2 separate regions of the Gasterosteus aculeatus genome follow, and region 2 is linked to region 1. The links are chromatin contacts, called in public Hi-C maps. All regions are on one chromosome and are shown on one strand. Each heading gives the region's core, a stretch centred on a gene start, on an enhancer-like site or on the middle of the called end of the contact. The rest is flanking DNA. Distances are from core to core; before and after follow the strand shown.

Region 1 (4,544 bases), core at 170-2,669:
CCTTGTTGAGTTGTAACCTGGAGCAGTGCTTTCATTTTCCTGCCATAATGTATATTGATTTTTTTCCCTGCGCGTGTGTGTGTGTGTGTGTGTTTTTTGCCGTCCGGAGGCATTTGTGCTCTGAGCTTCGTTTTTTTTTTTTTTTTTTTGATCAGCGTATCCGCTTCTCTTCAGGTGGAGCTGACCGGCAGCAGTGTGTTTGACTACATCCATCCGGCGGACCACGTGGAGATGGCCGAGCGGCTGGGAATCAGCCCGCATCTGAGGGCCGAGGCCGGCTGCCACACGGGACCCGAGAGCGCCTCCAGCTCAGCGTCCACCTCATCCCTGGCTGGTACCCCTGAACCCGGTACTGGCTATGATTTCAATCCACAAAGCTGAGAGAGAAACATAAGAACGACATCTCAAACACATCTCAAAATAAGTGCATTTATGACGAATCCTGCAGGATGGATATGTTTTTGTAGTTTTACGTCTTCTTTCATCCTCCACAGCTCCGTCTAGTCCTCATTCTCCTGCTGATGATCCTCCGGACCGCGGCTACTTCATCCGCATGAAGTCCACGCTCACCAAAAGAGGCCTGCATGTCAAGTCCTCCGGATACAAGGTACAAAGAAAATAATGACCTATACTTTGAAAACCCATCTAGTTTTATTCCTATTTACCTACTTGTTTTTTTTGGGAGAGTGAAATAACAAGAAGCATCTTGTCACATGGTTTCCGCGGCTGGCGCCTCACTGCACTGTCAAATTGCCCGTTTTCAGTGTGTTTTATGGCTGTGACCTCATTTTACGCTGGACTGCTGCACAGTTTACTGCTCTCGCTGGCCGTGCTGCTGCCATCCGTCGGCTGCGGTTACTTTCTCTACCCTGAGTTGTGTAACGTCTGGCGGCGTAAAACGCGTCCTTCCATGAAACGAGCGCGCGCTGATGTCTTTGCCGTTTGTCAGGTGATCCACGTGACGGGACGGATCCGCTGCCGCCCTGCGCTCGTGCCGGGCTCCACGCGCTCAGGCCGCCGGCCGATGGGTTTGGTTGCCCTGGCGCACACTCTCCCGCCCTCCACGCTCAATGAGGTCCGCATGGAGAGCCAGATGTTTGTCTTCCGGGTGAACATGGACCTGCAGGTCACATACTGTGAGAACAGGTACGGCTTTTGCCCCGTGTGTGAGGAGTTGCGGCGGTATACACAATAATACACAAGTACAAGTGTGTTTTTTGTTGGTGCGTGCCTCCACAGGATCTCAGAGTATATGGATCTGACCCCGGCAGAGGTGGTCGGACACACCTGCTACCACTTCATCCATATAGAAGACCTGGAAAACCTCCGGCAGAGCCACGAGGATTGTGAGTCACAGCTACACGCATGTCTGCTGTATGTAATGGATCCACGCCGCCTTGGCGCTACACGCGGTGTCTGACCTGTGGAGTGAGAGCCAGTTGAAATCTCCTTCTGTCCCGTTGCGAGAGGCGCCCTCTGCTGCCATCATCGTGAACTGCCAAACCAATGACTCTCTCCTTCCCTGCCCTTCTTCTCCCTCCCGTGTCCTGTCCTGCGTCCCTCCTCCCCATCTCCCCCCCCCCTGCTCTCAGTGCTGAGGAAAGGCCAGGTGGTGACCGGCTACTACCGTTGGCTCCAGAGGAGAGGAGGCTACCTGTGGATCCAGTCCAGCGCCACCGTGTCCATCAACCACAAAGCCCCCCATGAACGCAACGTCATCTGGGTCAATTACATCCTGAGGTCAGTACAGTCTGTGCTCATGTGAACTGAGGTTAGCAGAGAACCTTTGAAGGGCCGATGAAATGAAGAGGGATTAATGAAAGACTTGATGATAACACAAATGGTGCCGTCAAAGCAAAGCACAAGCAGTTATTTTTAATATAAACATTCAAACATTTATATATATTATACAGTTTTGAGATGAAAAATTGAATTTTATGCTTTTGGTTTTTCTCTTCAAAATTATATTATAGTTGCCAAATTGTTTTGTCCATTATAGAAAGCAGATTTTAGGGTTAGAACTCAGTTTTCTCAGTTTTCTTACTGCGCATTCTTATGATGATCTTTTTTCTTGTAACTATTTATCTATTTTTGTTTTGTTCAAATTATTTAAACGTCCCTCCTCTGCAGAGTATATCAAGCTGCTTGCAAACATGCAGTTAACATGACTCACTCACTACTTAATATCATCACTCTAAATAATCTTGTAAGGAGATTTTGAGGGAAGACTCTGCACTTTTTGTCGCAGTTCAAATGACGCAGTATTATTTCTGTCCAAGGCTTTATTTATACACTCAACAGGCGCAGCGACCGCAGTAACCTCGGCAAAATATGCTTTGCTTATTTCCCTCGTGTATACGCACACATATTCACCCAGACACTGACGCAGACACACATTTGTAAGATCCATGCGCACAATGTGCACACGCTCGTACATGATAAAAATGTGTGCACAACGGCAGACACAAAAACAAAAGGACTAGGCTGAATTTCAATGCTAATTGGACTGACGCTATATAATTACAACAAATGGATTCGGTCAGAATTTTGGGGCTGAATGGTGTTTTAGTTAATTAGTGCTGTAATTACAAGAGCTCATTAAGTTCTCCAACAGCCCCCTCCTTGTCTGAGCTTAGTTGTGTATTGGGGGGCTGCTGAGTGGGGCCTTGTGTGTGTGTGTGTGTGTGTGTGTTTTTGTGCGCGTGTGTCTTGAAGGGCGGTGTTTGTCAGTTTGCGTGTCGGTGCTTGTGTATCGTGTGATAAGGGCAGTTTGTTTAGAGAATCGGGTTGATTTGCTAGGTGGAGTTTGTCAGGCGGATTGTATGTTGTTTCCGTCTCAAAGTATTCACTCAAAGTCAGAAAGGCATTAGTGTTTTTTTTGTTTCTTTGTTTTGTGGCTTTTAAGCGTTGATCATCCGTGTGTCGGTGCACCGTTTTCTGCCTCTCCTTTTACATTATCACGTCCGTCCTTCTCGCCGTCCGTTTTTGAATCCATCTCTATTTCTAACATCATCCAGTCGAACAGAGTTGCCCGACACCCCCCTGGACATACTGCAGCTACCGGAGAATGTAAGAGCAGAGCGACTGCGGGTCAGCTCATCCCCCACCGACAGTTCCCCCCAGGCCCGAGGTACGGTGCTACACACACACTGGCTCTTTCCCATGATGCCCACTGACACACATAAACACCTTTTCGGTGCCCCTTTAATCACCCTTCCTCCTTAGGATCGCACCCAATGAAGAGCTCGGTGGGGAAGAGCGACCCCGGCTCTAAAGGCAGAGAGAAATTTACCACCGCGGCCGTCCAATCAGAGGCCAGGAGGAAGCGCCTGCTGAGGTCCGACCCGGAGGGGGCTCCTCCTGAAACCCGCCGCCGACTGGAGGAGCTCCGCCAGGCAGAGGAGAGCGTGTCGGCCTCCTCGGACCTGGCCAGCGAAAGCGAGGGCGAGGAGGAGGAAGAGGCGGAGTGGGACCAGGGGGGAAACGGTGAGAGACTGAAACAGGAAGAAGCTGGAGGAGGCAAACCGAGTAGGGGCGGCGACGCCCCCATCGGAGGGGAGCGGGGCAGCAGGGTGCACAACGGGCGGGCTGTGATCCAGCAGCTGAAAAGCGTAGTGAGCCAGCCCCCGCTGCCTGGCAGCCCCAGCATCAAGACGGAACACGAAGCCCTGACCACCGGGGGAGGGCGTTGGGGGTCACACACGCAGACCTCCGCCTCCCACGCGCACACCACTCAGCCCCAACCCTCGCACGCACACACACCCTCCAGCAGCCTCAACGGCGACAGCCCCACCACCCCGATCCCGGACTCTTCTTCCAGCAGCGACGCCCCCCCTAAAGGGCTGTTCACTCCCCCTTCCCCCGCTCTTTCGCCCGCAATGTCCGTGTCCTCGCCGTTGCCACGGGAGGACAGGGTTGTGTCGGGGTTGGTCACCCGGAGCGGCGGCGGCGTAGGTAGCTCTCCTGACTTTGAGCTGCTGCAGAGACTGGCTGCGGGCGGCGCGGCGGGGCGGGTCCTCTTCCACCCGCTGGCCCTCGGCCCGCAGGGCCCCCAGAGCCTGTACGCGCCCAGCACCATCCGCTACGCTCCGCCTGAGCTGCCCCCCTCTCACCACCACGGCATGGAACACAGCGATGGCCTGCAGCTACGCTCGGACCACCACAAGGGACCCCCGCCGGCCTTCTTCCCCCACCTGCAGCGGCTGGCCGGCTTGCCACCCTTCAGCGGTTTCTCCCCGTCTGACAGCCCTTTCTCCTCCGGCCTGCCCTTCTGTATGAACGGACTCAGGGGGGCTGCGGGCTCCGAGGAGGACTGAGGAGGAGGAGGAGACGAAAAAATGAAAGCCGGAGCAGAGTGACAGACCAGGAAGTGAGACTTTGAAAAGGGCAGGAGAGACGGAGGTGGCAGGACATTAAGCCTCTGAGGACGTCACTAATTGGACGATGAGTTGAATATCTGCGTTTTGAAATATGTGACAAGTCGCTGCCGGAGGGAGTTGTTGCGTCCGCCCGTTGTGGACGAGTGACAGTGACTCTCAAAGAAA
Region 2 (4,450 bases), core at 761-3,260, 50 kb before region 1:
TAAATCGGATCTAATCAAATAAGTTTGCATTGTATTTTTACCTTTTTTAAGTTTACAGGCTTGAAAAAAAAGGTCTATTTTAGAAGATTAAGATTAAGAACATTAAATTCTTAAATGTGTAAAAAATGCTGTGTCTTCATATATATCTTGCAAAAAGAATTGCTGATAGAAAAACATGAAACAATATAATCCGAGTGTGTGATTGAGACGTGCCGTAGCTATTGTGCAATAAACCGGGATTTTGTAAACCAATTTGCTTGATACATTGGTTTACATTACATTACATGTCATTTAGCAGACGCTTTTATCCAAAGCGACTTACATTACACTTTAAACCCATGGCTTTTTCACATTTTTGCCCGGGGAGCAATTAGGGGTTAGGTGTCTTGCTCAGGGACACTTCGACATGGAACATGGGGCAGCCTGGACTCGAACCAACAACCTTGTGCTTCCCAGCACACCATCTCTAACCCCTGCGCCACGACGTTTAAAAAAAACCCACATCCAACAGGCAGATTTTTGATTCTATATACACCTAAACCCCTTGATAAGTTACTTACCCAACATCCTTTTTGCAGATGTTTTTTATCTAAGTTACAGGACTCTTGATGTGAGCAGCAGGAATCTGGCATCTCACGTTCCTTCAGATTAACGCCACTCTACTAACAGTTTTGCAGCTGCTTTGGAGGATTGAAACACACTGTAGCTCCGATCTGTTGATACAGAGACGTCAGGACTTGCATAATTAAAGAGCAATGTTCATTTAAAAATGCTCTGAAAAGTTCAGTTCCACCCAGATTGACAAAATCCCACCACATGTTTTGTCTGTTTGCTGTGCATACGGTTGAAGGGCCACATTAGCCACTCAGGGGCCACTCAGATGAGATCACAGTGGCCCACAAGGGCCTCCGCTCTTTTTTGGGTGGGACGGTGCGTGGGGGGGCGCCGGCTCCGCCTGTGCCATTTTCCGGGCGATGTAGCCCAAGGACTTGGGTCCCTGCGAGGCCAACGCGAAGGCCTCACTGCCATTTCACGGTGCCCTCGTCTGACCTTTTCATTGAGTCAAACCAAAGGAAATCCATGTCCATGACCTTTGTGGTGCATCTCTCCATTCTGGCGCCGACAGAAAAAAAAGAAAAGGGCCACGGCGATAGAGGGGCGAGTGAAAAGGGCAGACAGGACACACAACCCTTGAACTCTAACCTTTAAGAGGTGTCACAAGGGAGTGAGTGGTGTGGGAGTTGATTGGAAGTCAAACACGGCGATCGTCAACGTTTGATCTAATGGCCAGCGTGGGGATGAAGCCACTCGGGGGTCGTCAGGGATACGACAGTTAATAACTAATTAAAAAGTGAGATAAGAGAATAAAGCACAATCATCTCCTGCTTTTTCCCTTGTGCGTACGCAGAGACGCCACTAGGGGGCGGAATTGTCCCACAAAGTACCCGGATACAGCCATCGCTCGGCCGGGTAGAGGAGGAGGAGGAGGAGGAGGAGGAGGAGAGGGGGGGGGGGGGGGCGTCGACATAATCGCTCGTGGTTTAAGGTTTGGAAGTCTCTACACACAGAGGTGGCGCATCCACGCGCTTTAATCCACGCGCTCGCACCGAGGCGATTGCGTGAGACGCGCATCCGGAGACGCGTCTCATTGATATGGAGCTCCTCTCCCCCGCTCGCGCGGTTTGAAGTTGGAGGAAATGGCTTTGACTGAACTCCAGAGAGCGTGCGGGGGGGAGGAGGAGGAGGAGGAGGATGATGATGATGGGGGGGGGCGCGCTCGCTAGAGTGAGCCTCGGAATAAAGACAAAGAATTTAATTTGAAGCCATCGGTGCTCTCTGCATTTAAGACGCGTGATGTGGTCCTTTAGAGCGATGCACGACCCGACAAACAACAACAACAACAACAACAACAACAACCGCCACTAAAGTTGTGAGGTAGACCGAGAGAAGGGGGGACACGTCTGCAGGGAGAGAGAGGGGGAGAGAGGGAGAGCGCGCGCTCTTATGGCGAGTCGAGGCACGTAGCTCCGCTCAGCCGTGTCTTTCCGCGGCTCGGAGCAGCTGCGGCGGCGGGGATTGAATTCAGATGCGGCCGCCGACTCCGCCTCGCGGCCCCGGGGCCCCGGGCCCGCTACAGGTGGAAATGCTCTTATCAATACGGACTGTCCGAGCCCGACTGCGGGCCGATCCGTCTCATTGATGATTTTAGGTGCCCCGTGGCCTCTTCCCCCCCCCCCCCCCCCCCCCCCCCCCGTCTCCCCGAGGAGCCCATTGATTAATGCCTGGGTCACGCGGCGGTATTTCCATATTGATGGCGCGATTGATGACAGCGCTCCAGGAGCGAGCCGATATTGAACAGCCGCAAAGTGATACGTTTCAAACTATTTGGCGTGCGTGTTCATGCATGGCGGGAACGGGGGAGGGTTCGGTGCACGTGGCGCAGGCGGCGGGGATCCAGGGGAAAGATGGGGTGTTTCATGATGGAGGCCGCGACTTCCATTCCACGTGCACATTCAGCAATGCTGTGGATCCTGTGATCAATTCCCTATGATAATAACATGCTGTTATTCTCTACCATCAATACTTATATAGACAGTAATAAGACTACATTTTATAACGAGGCGTAATAGTGTGTAAATGTGTTGCTTTATTGCTTTTTCAAATTAAACCGTTCTTAATTTGTATAAGGCGATGAATTAATATCAAATTGTATTAATTACCAGGAGGAAAATAAATGATTACACGCAAAAAAAACAAGCCAAAGCGTAAGCTAAGCTTGAATAATAGATCAAAGAAAGATAAATCCTAGGTAGTGTGGATGCATGAAATGTTCTTTCCACTTGATGTGAGTGTAAATAATATACGCGCTGACAAGATCAAACCGAGGGGCCATGCAATGATCAAGAAGGTAGAACAAATTCAACCAACAACTTTGAGACTAAATGTAGTGGATTAGGAACTTTTGTAACGTGACAACATTATTTTTAAGTTACTAAATCAATGCAGTTTATCATCTTCAAACAGGACAGTAAAAACTACTTTGTAAAATGAGGTTTCAAAGCAACATGACACAGCTAAGTTTTAAGAAGTCAGATTTTGGCCCAACTTGCAGGTGCATTGCGAGGACCATTGATGAAAGTCATTACAACAATATACTCATGCCAGAAAAAATAATTAGAGGGGTTTTTGCGAGGGCGGCTAATTGGCGTGCATCCTAATTTGACCTTTGTAGCCACGTTTGCGATGGTGATTTATTTATTTTAAAGTTGTTTTGCGAGGCATTTGCGATGCTTTTGTAAGCCCCCTACTGCAATGTGATTATATTGCTGTAATATTTCCACGCTATCTTTCTGAAAGTGGCTAGTTTTTGCTTCATCGGGTCAAGTGCGCACACTGCATAATGCAGAACAACTCCACAGAGAGCCCAGAGTTGTGAACCCAATTTTGCAGACACCCTAATTTAAAGGACGGGGAGACAGCAACATGATTCTGTGGGACTTGTTCTGTTGTTGTGGAGATTACTTTGGAGGCAGAGGGCATTGTGGAGGGGTAATGGTGAGAAAAAGATAAAGCGTGGAACAAAACTGATCCCACTCTGCACCTTTAGGGTCAGTGGTCTAAGTGGGCGCTCGGCCTCCAGGTCCCTGTGACATGGATCGGGGGGGGCGGGCAACGTATATCTGCTGATTACATCTCCTGAAGTGGAAAAAATGCAAATAATAAATGTATGAGCAACGTGCTTGTTTTTTTGCTCGATTAATTATGCCGTTTAATTCCAGATCCACCACGCCGCTCCACCGTATAATTTCCCAGTGGTCTTTGCTGTTTCTTCTCTCACACGCGCTCTCTTCTTCTTCCTCTTTTTTTATTTTTTTTTTCCTCATTGCAAAATGAATCATGGATCCAACCGTCTGCACCCGGGGGAGAGCGGCGAGCTGGCGAACAGTCTGACCAATCATGAGCGTCAAAGGCAGACTCGCAGACGGAGGGAGCCTTTTGTTGTGTGCTGCACTCCTCAAGTTAGAAGACAACTACCAATTTGGCCCAAAGAAAATTAAAAAATGGAGATGAAGGAGGCGAAATAACCAACTTCCTCAATAATTATCAGTCTGTTTTCTCTCTCTTGTGACATACAATCTCCCATTTGCTCCACAGCTTATCCAATAAGACTGGATAGCGTTTGTCTGAGTGGGTGGCCGAGTCTCAGCACCATTCATGATGTCAACTGGGACCGTGACAGCTCTTCTTCTCCCAGCCGGACCAACCCTCCCTCGGCCTCCTGACAGTTCCAGGTTAGCCTCTCGCTCCTCCTCTCCCCCGGTCCTCTTTTCTTTCCCTCAGCTATCGTCTCTGGCTCTCTCAGGGGCCCCGCTGAGAATACTGCTCAGATCCAGGCCTCTGAGCCCCAAAGCCGGCCCTAATCCGCTGCATCGATCGCCCTGAGAATTTC

The links. Hi-C and Micro-C count contacts between places; a contact is called where the count stands out from the background.
Region 2: a Hi-C map of skeletal muscle shows a contact between it and region 1, with 12 times the contacts expected there. The contact joins two enhancer-like sites. A contact is called at or near these places in 5 of 6 Hi-C or Micro-C datasets (blood and trunk muscle, skeletal muscle, tail fin and 1 more).

What each region holds. Positions count from the first base shown.
Region 1 is chr1:10,103,121-10,107,664 of fGasAcu3.hap1.1, reverse strand. It overlaps npas1 (neuronal PAS domain protein 1), which reads left to right. Exons shown (of 13, transcript XM_040186657.2): 7 at 175-349; 8 at 495-607; 9 at 950-1,146; 10 at 1,240-1,346; 11 at 1,593-1,740; 12 at 3,018-3,130; 13 at 3,226-4,544. The coding sequence ends at 4,316. Among protein-coding and RNA genes, the nearest start is that of LOC120824999, 5.9 kb to the right of the region's middle. Within about 2 kb of position 1,419, at least 2 of the 9 cell types and tissues checked have open chromatin away from gene starts, as enhancers often do.
Region 2 is chr1:10,153,456-10,157,905 of fGasAcu3.hap1.1, reverse strand. No RefSeq gene overlaps it. Among protein-coding and RNA genes, the nearest start is that of npas1, 20 kb to the right of the region's middle. Within about 2 kb of position 2,010, at least 5 of the 9 cell types and tissues checked have open chromatin away from gene starts, as enhancers often do.